2 separate regions of the Capsicum annuum genome follow, and region 2 is linked to region 1. A link is a contact called in public Hi-C data. All regions are on one chromosome and are shown on one strand. Each heading gives the region's core, a stretch centred on a gene start, on an enhancer-like site or on the middle of the called end of the contact. The rest is flanking DNA. Distances are from core to core; before and after follow the strand shown. Region 1 holds the start of LOC107863797. Region 2 has its middle 66 kb from the start of LOC107863797.

Evidence for each region. A called contact is a pair of places that touch in the nucleus more often than the background predicts.
Region 2: a contact with region 1 is called in a Hi-C map of leaf, with 1.8 times the contacts expected there. The contact joins the enhancer-like site here to the promoter of LOC107863797 in region 1. A contact is called at or near these places in 3 of 5 Hi-C or Micro-C datasets (bud, leaf and placenta).

Annotation. Positions count from the first base shown.
Region 1 is chr3:62,643,849-62,647,587 of UCD10Xv1.1, reverse strand. It overlaps LOC107863797, which reads left to right and starts at 1,853. Exons shown (of 14, transcript XM_016709935.2): 1 at 1,853-2,068; 2 at 2,300-2,377. The coding sequence starts at 1,976.
Region 2 is chr3:62,709,497-62,713,212 of UCD10Xv1.1, reverse strand. It overlaps the pseudogene LOC107863796. Among protein-coding and RNA genes, the nearest start is that of LOC107863797, 66 kb to the right of the region's middle. Within about 2 kb of position 1,727, at least 2 of the 5 cell types and tissues checked have an H3K27ac peak or open chromatin away from gene starts, as enhancers often do. A contact at or near this core is called in bud and leaf, where this site is marked.

The DNA of each region.
Region 1 (3,739 bases), core at 604-3,103:
GTATATGTTTTTGTCTGCAATGCATATATTAATATGTAAGTTTCTGAATATTTATGAATAATGCATATGAATTTTCTAATTATGCGTATATATCCATCAATAATATGTGTATTTTTTACAAGATGTCCATATGTATTTGTCTAGCTAATACACATACAGACATATGTATTTTTAAGATTTGCAATTGTGTTTTTGAACAATACATATTTATGATTAATATATATGTTCATTTCAGTTTGCATTTGTATTTATTTCTAATGTAAATATATTTTTTTCGAAATACGTATGGTTCTTTGTTATTACATGCAGACGTAGTTTTATGCATAGAACATATGTATTTTTTACTAACGCATATGTATTTTACTAATATGAATATATTTTTTTTCATATATGCATATGTATTTTACCAGATATATATATATATATATATATATATATATATATATATATATATTTGTTTAGTAAAATACACACACTACACACATATATAATAAATTAAATTAATCAAACTCAGTAAAATAATTGCAACATTTGAACTATAACAAGTTAAACAACAAGTTCGAAATTTAGAATCACATAATTCTCAATGAAAAAATTATTCAACTGTTTCTTGACTAAATACATCTTTAAACTTATCATTTGTTGTATTTTCTACATGAACGCTTATTGTGCCCTTTAAACACACATGAACTGCAATAATTTTTGTTTTTCTTTCCAACAATTATATAAATAGATACAACTGAAAACATATGTAATTGTCAGTGAACACATAAATATACTGCGTATGTATAATATATATACATATAGTTGGAATCATTTGTAACTTTCAGTGAACACAAAAAAAAAGAACTGCATATGTATATTATAAATACATACAGCTGAAAACATATGTAACTTCCAGTGAACATATAAGCATACTGCATATGTATAATATATATACTTATAGTTGGAACCATATGTAACTTTCAGTAAACACCAAAAAAAATTGCATATGCATATACATGTGCAATATCTGTTAATTCATATTCAATTTGAATGCTTTTGCAGGTCACATCTACATGAATGTGTGAAGTCAGTAGTGTGTAGAGTTGGGTACGAAGCGTTTATGTTCAACAATATTGCATCACTGATGTAATCTTCATATTGTTGTTCATATGTCCATCTATCAGAGTGTTTAATCAGAACAGATATGTTTTCCATTGTCAATCTAAAAAACACTACAAAATAGTAAAAATAAATCTAATTATCAAATACGTACTATAGACAATAACTCATTACTATATACAAAACAGCAAAACGAATTTCAAATATAACTTCTAATTTGAAAAAAAAATCGATCAGAACATTTTATTCGAGAACAGATAAAATTCACAATACGATTCAATTTTTTAACGTCATGACTTTTACGCAATTATGTTATTAATTTTTCAGAAATTATCGCAATTATATTTTGTGAAATACACAAACAGAATCAAGTTTGTTTATCGATACCTGTGAGTGTAGCGCAGTATTTTTAATTTTTCTTTAAAATTTCAGACGATGATCAATAAAAAGCACTTTGTCTCTTTTTGAATTTGCTTTGAGTTTCTGTTTATGAAAAAACGTTTTCTGAATTTGAATTAATAAAAATAAAAGAGTCATAAGGTAAAGGATTCTATTTAATTAAATATGGTATAAATTAACAAATAATTTCATTCTTTATTTAACTCTAACTGATTAGAATTAAATAAGGAATAGATACTCTATTTGTATATATATTTATATAACAATTTTTAACTAAAATACAGAATACATATTATTATTTTTCATAATTTTGAAATTATTGATATAAAAATTATAATTACGGTTGTACACTTGCTATTTCTGGAATTTTCCCCTTCAAAGTACTGCGGTTGTACCGCCTGGCCCAGTCCAGTCAACGTAACCAACAAGCAGCGGAGTAATTGCAACTTGCTAGAGCAGCACCAGTGTAACAATGATGGAAGAAGATTTGCGAATCCACACATTCACCGAAATTCCGTCGTCAGAGTTATTCACTTCTCAAATTGAACCCAAAAACGTTCCAGCGGTAACTTCTCTAACTTATAAATCATGCAAATCACATATATAAGCAAGCTACTTTGGTACGAAAGATAATCACGAGATTAGTTTTTGGATGAATTTACTATCTCGTAGTGTTATTTTTATACTAGGGATAACCTAATCCGGGATAATTTGTTCCCATACCAAATGAGACTATATATTTGTGCTGGCTTGTTCAACATTTTTTATTTTTTTTTGTGTTTCTCTTTTGGTCTAGGTTTTCAAGGGATGTATAAAGAATTGGAAGGCTTTTTCAAGGTGGAACCCGTCGGACGGTGGCCTGATATACCTGCAGGTACTTTTTTTCTTTTCTTGTTTCCTTGCTTTGCAATTATGCTATTACTCCTTCGCTCCCGTGTTACTTGTCCACATTACTAGAAATATCTGTCCCACATTGGATAGAATTAACTTAATTTTTCACATTTTGCCCTTAAATTAATTCGTTTTGAAAGTATAAATATTGTAAATTTCTAAAGAAGTTTCTGCATTGTTAATCTTGGTATTGATGGATAAGACACATAGTTGTAGTGTATATAAAAAAGAGTTAAAAGAGTAAATCAGTAGAAGAATCCTTTTTCTTTATGTTTTCTTAAGGGATGTTTAAATGGGAAAGTGGACAAGTGAATATGGGACGGAGGGAGTAACTGACACCTGATTCTGTTCAATTTATTAAGCTAACCAAAAAATATGATAATTAGAAGCAAAAAGGAAATGAGTACTGTTGGAATTACGCGTAATTTCTTACTGATACCCCTTAATGAAGTAGAGAGCAGCCTAGTGCTGAAGTCCAGAATTTTCATATAAATGCGATTTATTGAAACTGAAATTTGCCTCCAATAAAGTTTTCAAGTCTTACTATGAATTGAGATGACGTCAAATTCTTTTGTTGTTTGATTTATTGTTATGCAAGTGAAATCAGTTAGCTTTTAGCATCTGGCCTTGTTGTACAAAACCAATAATTGTAATTAATAATTGAAAAACTAGAAAAATAGAACACAAGAGGAAAAGTATCTGCCTTGTTCCTGATGTCAATATAAAATGTAACCTTGTCAAATAACTTTGAACTTCTCTCAAGCTATCTCTTTCCCTTACGATAAGAAATGAACTAAAGATGAAGTACGAGAAGCCTGTCTGTTTGCTTAGTCGAAGTCGAATAATGAACTGATTGTTCTCTCATTTCACTTATAAAGCACAGATGGACATGTAGAGAGGCTCGAGAGCATGAGTGTCCAGAAACAAGTAATCAGATTGAAAGCTGATTAATTTTTTTTAATTGATACTCCTAAGCTATATTCTCAAAGACCTACACAAGATTTGTATTGCAGAAACCTAGCATATCGTCTCCTCCTCTTCAACTCTGTCTAAAGGACATAATAATGAAATTATATCAGATATATGTCTATAACATGAAGTTCCCCCTAGAGAAAGACTTATGTGAAATCTGAATAAGTAAATTACTTTTCTCCATAAGACTTAACTTACTTTAGGTGATGCCAAGACTATTGAAGGATTCTATCAAACCCATCAAATCTATATACAGGTTGGACTTGCCTCGTGCTGCTAAACTAGCCAAAGGAATAAAAAGCTGATTTTATCTGTTCGTACAAAATTTGAACGCTTTTCTCCCTTGCTCTCAGCTCAGTCCCTGTCATTTAAA
Region 2 (3,716 bases), core at 478-2,977, 66 kb before region 1:
CTGTTAGAACCATTTTTCGTAAAAGAAATACTCCCTCTATTTCATATGGCCTTTGCTAGTATATTAAAAAGGCAAAACCTTTCTATATTTAGAGAATCTTTTAACTTTAAAATTTCCATTTTATTCTTAATGAGAGCTCATATAGCATTCGAGAGCACAAGATATTATAAACCTCATAAAACCTTATGTTGCCAATATTTCTAACACCATTCGGCATGTGTAACCTGGCTCTGGAGGGTTTACACGAGGAGAGAAGGCTTTGTTTTTCTTTTCTCTTTCTTTTTTTAATCCGACTGAAGTGGCTCAACATGCTGAAGAGTGCTTTGGAGCTATTCGACTCTTCAATAAAATGTCAACAAGTGCGTGTCGGATCTCCAAAAGCAGTGTATTTTGGAGAATCTGACACAGGTGCGGTATCGAAAGTGAAGAGTCCACGCAACTTAGCTTCGGAGCATAGAGGCAGGTTTAACAGACTGAAGAATGGGCTTTTGGAGCACAGAGAGAAGTCTCAATAGATTTACTTAGAGTACAGTTAATGGCTAAATTAGCTGAAGTGAGAGGCCAGAGCAATAGAATATGTAGAGAGAAGATGGGTGTTAAAATATTTCGTAGGTAACTCTAGCGCCATTATTTAGCTCAAGTGACGAGAATTGACCAAAATCATATAACATGACTTGCTCAAACCAGTGTGAGACTATAACACCCTCACACACGTCTAGGATGGGATATTTGGAGTGTGGCTCAGCATTGTATAATACAACACTGAATGTATACAATGTGGAAGAATCTAAGCTTCCAACACAAAACCATAAGGCAATAGGTGAAATAACCTAATACACCATAAACTTTTGTCTGAAACTCTTACACAACCTGTGTAAGACAGGTTTCCAAACACTGGTGTTACTTTTTTTGTTTCAGACTATCGAGATTTTTATCAGCAAAAGGATATTCTTAAAACACGGGGGTTAGTCTACTTTCCTTGGGTCTTTTTTTCCAAAATGTCTTATCATTCTCATATGCGTGTATCATGTATATATATGTATTTAACAGGCTCAGACTGCTGTGTTCTGTGCTGGCATTTTAGAAGTTCTTAGTACAGAGTTGAAAGGATCAGGAGACTTTAAAAAGCTGCGTCCTGGAATTGCAATAGTTGGATATATTTCATCAATAACGGTGCCCATCAATATCCAGGCATTTGGTCATCTGCTTACTTTTCTCACTCACCGATATTCACAGGTATCAAACCGCAGCTACATAAGAGAAATTTAGAAACTATTGAATAGATAAATCAATAATATGCCACAATGAACTGAGTCTTCTTATCAATTGTTTTCAACTATTTCTGCAGATAAGGGAAGCCAGTGCTGATCAAGTTTATAATGTGCTACAAAATGGTACTCGCGTTCCATAAGATAAAATAGAGAAAGCATGTGAGGTTTTTGCTGAAACTTGCTGGGGAGGTGATGTTGGAGAAGCACAACAGAAGAGATTAGAGCTCTGTGCCACATGCAACCTAGATTTTGGGATGATATTGAAAGCAAATGGTGGAACATCTTGTGAAGTCATTGAACAGGCACTCATATGTGATGAATATGCATCATATGCTTCACTTGTTGGATCATCTGGATTTTAGTTTCCTTGTTCTACGGGGAAAGACTGCCACCATTGTAATGTTTTTCATTAAATAGGTAGTCACAGGAATTTAGCCGAGTTGGTTTCTAACGTTATCGCGAATTATGGAAATGTTTTTCATCAGATAGCTGATCATAACGTGGCACTCACTGTTTTCTCAAATATGGCGTATTCCAAGAAAGGATTTACTGAAATGTTGCTGGAAATATTTGGTTCAGGAGCCGACCGTGTCAAAAGCACAACAGAGAGAATTGTTAAACCCAGTCAAAGAGTTCTCTTTCCAGAAATAATAGCCCTCTAATTATTCATTAATAATGCAAGCATTTGAACTGCTAATAAGCTTTCACAAATACTCGGAGAAAAGTCATGAGTGTTTTAGGCTGAGATTGTAGGGATAATACCCACGTAAATACCTGAACTTTGATCAAATTTTCAATGGAGCAAACTGAATTTTGCGGGGATTCAGTTACCCCTCTAAACTTTTTTTTAAAATTATTTTAATGGCATATAATTGGTCAACTTTTACACATACTCAGTCAACCCAATAGCGGTGAATACACGTGCCCGTTTAAATAATAATTATCCTATTTAATTTTTATTTTAACTCCTACTTATTTACAAATGTAATAAAAGTTAAATTAATTAATAAACAAAAATGGACCTTGTCTCTTCTCTGCTCTTCTCTCTACTCAACAAACACCTCACCTTTTCAATCATCTCTTTCACTCTTACCTTTTCAATGTGTGTTTCACTCTTAATCCTCATTTCTCACTTACACTACTCTTTTAAAAAAAATCACTTGCAAAATCAACGTTAACAACTGTTCGGGTGTTCCTAGAGGTGTGATTTCGTATTGGGATCTGTGAGAGTCTTGGTGTTGAACAAGTCTTGAAGGTTAGCTTTTCTAAACTTAAAAATTGAAACTTTATGACAATTTCTTTAGGGTTATTGTTCAACAAGTCTGTAGTTTCATAATTTCTCAAATTTAAGGTTTTTTGCTATTCTAAATCATTCTTATTTTTATCAATGAGTTAGGGCTTTTTTGTAATCTAAATTGACTCTTCCTGTGTGATTAATTACTGCATGTTTGAATACTTAAATTTTCCTTAGTTGTAACTCGTTGCGAATGTGACTAAATTTCAGGAATGCGTGATTTTACATATATAACCCTGAGATATTTTCATGGTGGTGTTTTGAATAGTAAAAGTAAAAAAACCAGATTATGAGGGTGGTGAAGTCACATATATTTTTGATGTGGATGTGGATAAATTATCTTATTTTGAGCTAACTGGCTTTTTAAAAGAGTTAGGGTATGCTACAACAAGGTGCACGTTTTATCTAAGGCCACCTAAAAAGGACTTTCTGTTATCTTTTCAATATGATGAGGATATTTTTGAACTTTCACAATCCTTTGAAAATGGGGATATTGTTGAGGTGTACGTTTGTCACACGATTGATCAAGTTGATCAAGTTGATGGTCCCATTTGTTTGCTGGAATACACTACTACCAATGAAGAATCTTTTGTTGTTTTTAATAAAGAAGGTGACAAGGGGGTCCATGAAGGGGATAGGATTATTGAAAAAGGGGTTGAGGGTGGTCATTTTAATGAAGCACCAACTACTGCAGCATATGTTGAGCTTGAAAATGAGGCTGCACCTGGTGAGGCCTCATCTGCTTACAGCTGGTGGTGAGGCTGCAGTTGGTGGTGAAGCTGCACCTGGTGAGGCCTCATCTGCTGGTGTTGTTGCAGCTGGTGGTGAAGTTGCAGCTACTTCTAAGGTTGCAAATATTGATGCTTCTGACCTCTCAACTGAAAACAGCTCAGATTCAGACCATGAAGAGCTATTTGTTGAAGATGATGCTGAATTTGAAAGTGATGTGCATGAGGAGGATATAAACTTAAGGGCTGGAAGGAGAAAATACCAGAGAAGGAAGATAAAAGAAAAAATACCTAATGACCCTACAGAAGTTTCTGTTGGTGAAGTTGGTCCAGATCTGGGATTTGAGGAGACAGAAATGGCTGATAAAAGTTTAAAAGGTAAAGTTACTGGGGATGAGACTGTGTATTTTAGTTCTAATGAAT